Regions from separate parts of the Mus musculus genome. Here region 2 is linked to region 1. A link is a contact called in public capture Hi-C data. All regions are on one chromosome and are shown on one strand. The core of a region is the stretch at or near the end of the contact, and the rest is flanking DNA. Distances in the headings are between cores, read along the strand shown. Region 1 overlaps Sult6b1 (sulfotransferase family, cytosolic, 6B, member 1). Region 2 overlaps Gm41625 (a long non-coding RNA gene).

Region 1 (2,907 bases), core at 163-2,662:
TATCATTTCTTTCTTTGGATGTTTTGCTATGTTTCCATTTAAGTCAAATGCATTCCTCATACATAAGAGGAAATGTGTAGTTTATTAGTTTATTATTAGTTTATTGGTTTTACAATTGATAGGCTTTAGAATCTTACTACTTCAGAAGAATTTTTTTTCTGGTGACATCTGCAACTGTATTATTTCAGAATTTCACATAAAATAGGCACCATTGCATCACCAGACAGAATTCTTGTTGCCTTGACTCTTCTTTCCATTTGTTTAAATATCTAACATCAGGAGTGACAAGGCAAGACTCTGCTTCCCCCACTCCTCCCTCCCTTCTACCCCCACTTGTGTGGGTCCCTTCTGCCTTCCTATCACACGGATTCCATCTTCCCCCTTCCCGTGAGGTCTCTTCTTCCTTTTCATGGTCCCCTTTCTACTTTCATGATCGATCTACACACACACATATACACACACACACACACATACACACACACTCACATCCACACATACTTGCACGCACTCATATACATACACATGCTCACTCACATACTCTCACACTCACACACGCACACACTCTCACATACATACACACTCAGTTATAGATTCTGAACATATGTGAGAAAGTATGTGCTCTTTATATTAATCTGGCTTGAATTACTTAACGTGCTTCCCAGTTGCTCCCATCTTCCTGCAAACTGTCAGTGACTTCAGTTTCCTTTACAGCTCAATGGAGTTCCACTGTGAACCACGTTTGCTACATCCATTCATTCATCTGTTGATGGCCGTCTGGGCTGGCTTCATTTCATTGCTATTATGGACGGTTCAGTTAATGCTCAAGTATCTCTGTGGCAGGCACGTCAGCAGTGAGAGGACAGAACTGCTGCTCGACCCTCACATCTTCAGCAGCATGAGTGAGGCTTTCCTCTCATCTTGTAGGGAGCCTGACTCAGGCCTAACCAGGATTTGTGACTTTGATGCAGTAAAGTAGTTTAGGATTGGTCAGTACAATGCAAAGTTGGAGATTTTATTGAAGATATTTTAATATGGTGGCACCCAGCACCCAGGAGACGGGGGCAGGTGCCATGGACAGAGCAAATTCCAGGCCAGGCAACAGTGGAACCCTGCCTTAAACAATAATAATAACAAAATCGAGATATTTTTAGTAGAACGCAAAACCTTCAAGAAGAGAAGAAAAACCTAAGAGTATGCGTGTAGGATTCTCAATGAACAGACACAGAAAGTAAGCTGCTCCCAAGCTCGGTACTGGGTGTCTTAGAATTAGCCATATTTACCAGTTTAGTAGATACTTCCTAAAGATGCTTTAAAAAAAAAAAAACGTTTATTTTCTCCTCCCTTTGATTGGAGAGTTCATAGAGCAGGTCTGGCAATGCTTTGCATAGAACTGTAATCTGATGAAAGAAAAGCTAGGAGCTCTTCTCTTCCCAGCCTCTCGGTTGTTAGCTATGACCCTTCTCCCACCCCAGTTTGAAAGTCCCGAGGTCCGTTTCCACGAGTCAGTTAGGCCCTTTGCATTTGAGGACGGAGCTGCTATTGCTTTCTGCTTGTTGCCTTCCAGTTTTCACAGAAAATCTTAAGTCCGGAAAAGCTCTGGAAATCGGCCAAAACCACTTGAGGAGCAGCCTCCTCAGTGACTCTGCAGAGGGCTGGTGTTGCCCCCTGCTGGGTTCAGCTGCTTCTTACAAGGGCCTCAAATATATTTAGTCAAGAAATTTCCAGGGTTGGGGGTGTGGGGGTGGGAGGGTCGTCTTCCCCTTTTCAGAAAGTTACATGACATCTGTTCTGCCTTATCCTGCTTCTGCTATATAGTCTCTGTGTTCAACCCGATGCTCAGTTGTCATAGGTTTGAAACAGGATGCCAGGATGCATCTGATTTCCTCCAGGCACGCGGAGCAGCCATGTACTCTTCCCACAATTCCTGAGTTCTCTCCACAATCCCTGGGTTCTCTCCCACTACCCCTGGGACCTTGCCCACAATCCCTGGGTTGTGGGTTGTCTCCCACAATCCCTGGGTCCTCTCCCACAATCCCTAGGTCCTCTCCCACAATCCCTGGGTCCTCTCCCACAATCCCTGGGTTCTCTCCCACAATCCCTGGGTCCCCTTAAGACTCAGTTTGCTCTTTACTGTTCTCCTTTCACACTTTTCATCCAAAGGGCATCGGAGGTCACTGGAGAAAACAGACGCGGGAATGAGAGGTCCAACCCCATCTGCATTCCACAGACACACACCGCCTCGGCACCTCATGTCTATAACCTTAAAGATTAGTTTGCAATCTTTTGCTTTATTTGGGATTTTACCTTTCAAATCTATCCTTCTTGATTCTGTTAGGGGAATTGTTCTGTTTTTCCTTTTAGTGTCTTCTACGTCTGCCTTTTTGTGGTCATTATTAGCAAAGGTCCTCTCAGTACCACTCTTCTGTCCTTCCTCTTCCTTCCCCCATCTGTGATTTACCATGGTTCCTCTTGCTCTCTGTATCAATACAGTTATGATGCTGTTCACCCTTTCTCTCTTCCATGCTGCAATACAAAGCTCCATAAACTAACTTCGTTCTTGTTCTCTAGATATTGGTGATATTTCGAAACCCTAAGGATACAGCGGTGTCCTTTTTTCATTTTCATAATGATGTCCCCGATATTCCCAGCTATGCCTCATGGGATGAATTCTTCAGGCAATTCATAAAGGGACAAGGTATGACTGTTGATAAGAGAATTTCATCTTCAACAGGTGAATCCATAAATGTGAAAATGTAAAGAAATAAGATTTGTGAAGATCTTGGAATGGGAAGTTTACATTTATAGGAGGTTTTGCAGCAGCTGCAGCAGTGGTTTCATGACCCAAGCTACTGATGCATCTCTGGTTTCAAGGAGACTCTAGCACAGTGGTCCTCAACCTTCCTAACG
Region 2 (3,109 bases), core at 78-2,577, 1.1 Mb before region 1:
GACTTAGATCTTTGGGAACATGGTGCCTTAATAGTCTCGAATGGTGTTGGATAGCAGTAGTGAAGAGAGGACTTCTCTCTCCTGATTGCCCCCTCCCTCTCCTGGGCATCACCAGCAGGACTGACAGGTGTGGACCTGCTGAGACCATAGCGTGTCCATTCTAAGCCTCTTTCACACTGCAGTGCAACCCTCAGAGCTCGTTTTTTTTTTTCTCAGTTGCTACCATATACTGTGTTTCTTCAAGCTTTCCCATATGTCCAAGTAGGATCCGATCATCCCAACTCCCCAAGTTTTCCACTTCCTATTTGTGTGCCAGCCTATTTGGAGTTAAAACCGCGAGAGCCTTTTGGACAGCATAGGACACTATCAGAGTTTCCGAAGCGCGGTTGCTGGGAGTCTGACTGCCTTTTTAGGGAAGGCCTCTCATTGACCTGCTGAGGTTTACTTTAAATTTCAACTGGCTTGCAAACGCATTCTCCTTTGACAGCCCTCGCTTGAAATGCATTTGCTCTGAGCAAACACAGGGTCAAGTCTTTGAGTGTTAGGTGGTTCTTCTTGCCTGAGAGTTACCTATCTGACTTCCCGTCAGATGAAGGCCCTGCCGCCCTTCCCCCAACCCCTCCAGCCTCTGAGAATTCCCCCTTTGCTGGGGGTGGGGGTGGGGAATGGTGTGTACTATACTTTACCATTTCCTCATACATTTTGCATATATTTTCGTTTTGTCTTGGAGGATTAGAAGTCAGCAGGAGTAAACTCAACTCCACCTTCGCTGATTGGATTAAAAGTGAACACAGACTCTCAGAAAAAAACCAGTTCTGGAGAACGGAAGGCCTCACAAGGTCAAAGCCATTCAAAACCAAAATCTACTTAGTATAATCACTTCCTGGTTGAGGAGGGGCAGAGAGACCGCAGAGAAACTGGATAAACTCATGAGTTATGGGAGTAGGTGTGGAAACGGTAGGGAGCCTGGGTCCCTGGCTTGGGAGCCCTGTATGCAAGTCTTCTCTTTTCTTTTTTGAGTCCTTACAGAGGCAGACCCAGATGTTGCCCTGGGGAGGGAGGCTGGTCTGCCATCCCATTCCCCAGCTGTGTCTCTTGCACCCAATGGCCACTGCTTGCCTTTTTGTTTGATGCTGAGCCCGTCGTAGAGATGGCATGGTATCTGCCATTATTTTGCCCTTCTACCTAGCTCCCCACATTGGTAGAGAGTGGAAGCAAGCCATGACCCCAGGTACTGTGGTAGTTCAGTGGGGTAGCCGTGGAGCCATGCCAGCATCTTAGTGGCAAGTACTAGTCAGGGTGAGGAGAGTAGCCAGACTGGAAAAGCTCACTGGGTGCAGTGAGGTTGCACAGTGCCTAACTCCTCCCTTGTGCAAGCTGGGGACAGATTCTGGGCTAAGGCAGGGGGTGGAAGAATTGCTTTTTAGATTAGGGTGTCAAGGATTTATTATCGTTTTCTTGTAGCTGGGACAAAAACACCCGCTAACACAACATGATAAGGAAGTTTCTGTTGTCTCATGGTTTGAGGGAAGGCGTGGAGGTAGGAGTGGGAGGTGTCTGGCCACATCGCCCCATGTAGTCAGGACACAGGGAGAGGCGAATGCATGAGCTCCGTTCCTTTCTGTCACTTTACTGAATCCGATTCTACCCGGTGAGGCACCAGGAACAAGGCCAGCGGTATCCAGGGTGGGTCTGTCCACCTCAGCTGATCTCTGGTAATTCTTTACAGACAAGCCCGGAGATGTGTCTCTTGGGTTGGCTCCAAAGCCCACCAACATGACAACCAGGATAATAAAGCACCAGTGAGGAGGAATGATGGGAGTCTTGGCCCAACGTGTGAAGTCCAGTGGGCATGTGACTCTCAGGCAAGGCTTAGCAATAACTGCAATGGGGGTCTGGCAGGAGTGCAGAGCCTGGTGGCCGGGTTCACATAGGATTGGGAAACCACACACTTTAAAGCCAATGCAGGATGATCTGGGACAGCCTAGATCTAGGCAGGACATTAGGGGCAAGCTTTTGTGTCCTGCAGACAGCCAGAAGCAAGAACCTGATCAGCAAGTACTTTTCTAGGTCCCTGGTACCTCTCTGGCATGCTGAGCATTAGAAACTGGCATGGGGTTGATACCCTTCATAGACCTGCCTGGGTCTCGTCTAGGAGCCTTTCAAGGTTTGACTGTGTACTTAAGTGAGCTGGAATTATAAAGGCAAGGGAATGAATGGGTAGTCAACTGGCTAGTAGATTAGAAAATGCTAAAGAGATGGTATCACGCCAGACACGGTGATGCCTACCTGTAGGCTCAGTACTTAGGAGGCATGGGCAGGGGGACTACCTTAAGCTTGAGGTCAGTCAGGGCTGTATAGCAAGACATCCGCACACATACACCAAACAGGGCTGTACTACAGATTATAAGGCAAACTACATTACCCCACTATGATTCCATACAGGCACAATTTGCCTGAGCCATTTAGCATAGGGAAAGGAGACGGGAGGAGCAGAAAGAGAGCTGAGAGTTTTGCATGGGTGGAAGGCAGTGCAGTTTTCTGATCCCATCTCCTGGTACAGTGGGGAGGGGGATGTGGCAGGGATGTCAGGGGGAGGGGGAAGGGGTGGCGATGAGTGAGTATTTCACAGAGCATCCGTGGAATAGATCTCTGCGGTTTGCTTTGGTTCCAAGCTAACTTGCTGGAACTCTGGGTCGAAGAAAGACAGACACTCGGTCTCTGAGAGTGAGCGCTACAGGGAACATGACTCCATGTTGAACCCTCCACCCTTGACAAACACAGGGGCATTATCAGAGGGCAGCCGGGGAGAGTGGAACAACTGTGTAGAATTAATATTTATAAATAAATCCTTGTGTGAGGTTGTTTCCTGCCTCAGTGGTTTATGGTCCCCAGTGAAAGACACACAAGCAGACTTTATATTTAAATATGCCTTAAGCAGCACAATAGCTGGACCACTGCCTAACCTCTATGTTGCTAGACTCTACCTCTCACTGATAATTCCGAGTTACCACTTACTAATTTCTATGTTCTATTTTGGCTGCTCTAGATCCAGTTGGGCAGCCCTCTGGACCACGTCCTCTTGGCCTCCTCACATGGCAACTCTGTT

Evidence for each region. Capture Hi-C pulls out chosen DNA fragments and counts their contacts.
Region 2: a capture Hi-C map of embryonic stem cells shows a contact between it and region 1, with 3 times the contacts expected there. The contact joins two enhancer-like sites. A contact is called at or near these places in 1 of 115 datasets of contacts at active chromatin or transcription factors (embryonic stem cells) and 1 of 9 other capture datasets (embryonic stem cells).

The regions. Positions count from the first base shown.
Region 1 is chr17:78,894,331-78,897,237 of GRCm38.p6, reverse strand. Sult6b1 (sulfotransferase family, cytosolic, 6B, member 1) reads left to right here. Exons shown (of 7, transcript NM_001163625.2): 4 at 2,569-2,695. Among named protein-coding and RNA genes, the nearest start is that of Sult6b1, 11 kb to the left of the region's middle. Within about 2 kb of position 1,412, at least 27 of the 459 cell types and tissues checked have an H3K27ac peak or open chromatin away from gene starts, as enhancers often do. A contact at or near this core is called in embryonic stem cells, where this site is marked.
Region 2 is chr17:79,967,364-79,970,472 of GRCm38.p6, reverse strand. All of the region lies in intron 2 of Gm41625 (a long non-coding RNA gene), which reads left to right. Among named protein-coding and RNA genes, the nearest start is that of Gm41625, 13 kb to the left of the region's middle. Within about 2 kb of position 1,327, at least 26 of the 459 cell types and tissues checked have an H3K27ac peak or open chromatin away from gene starts, as enhancers often do. A contact at or near this core is called in embryonic stem cells, where this site is marked.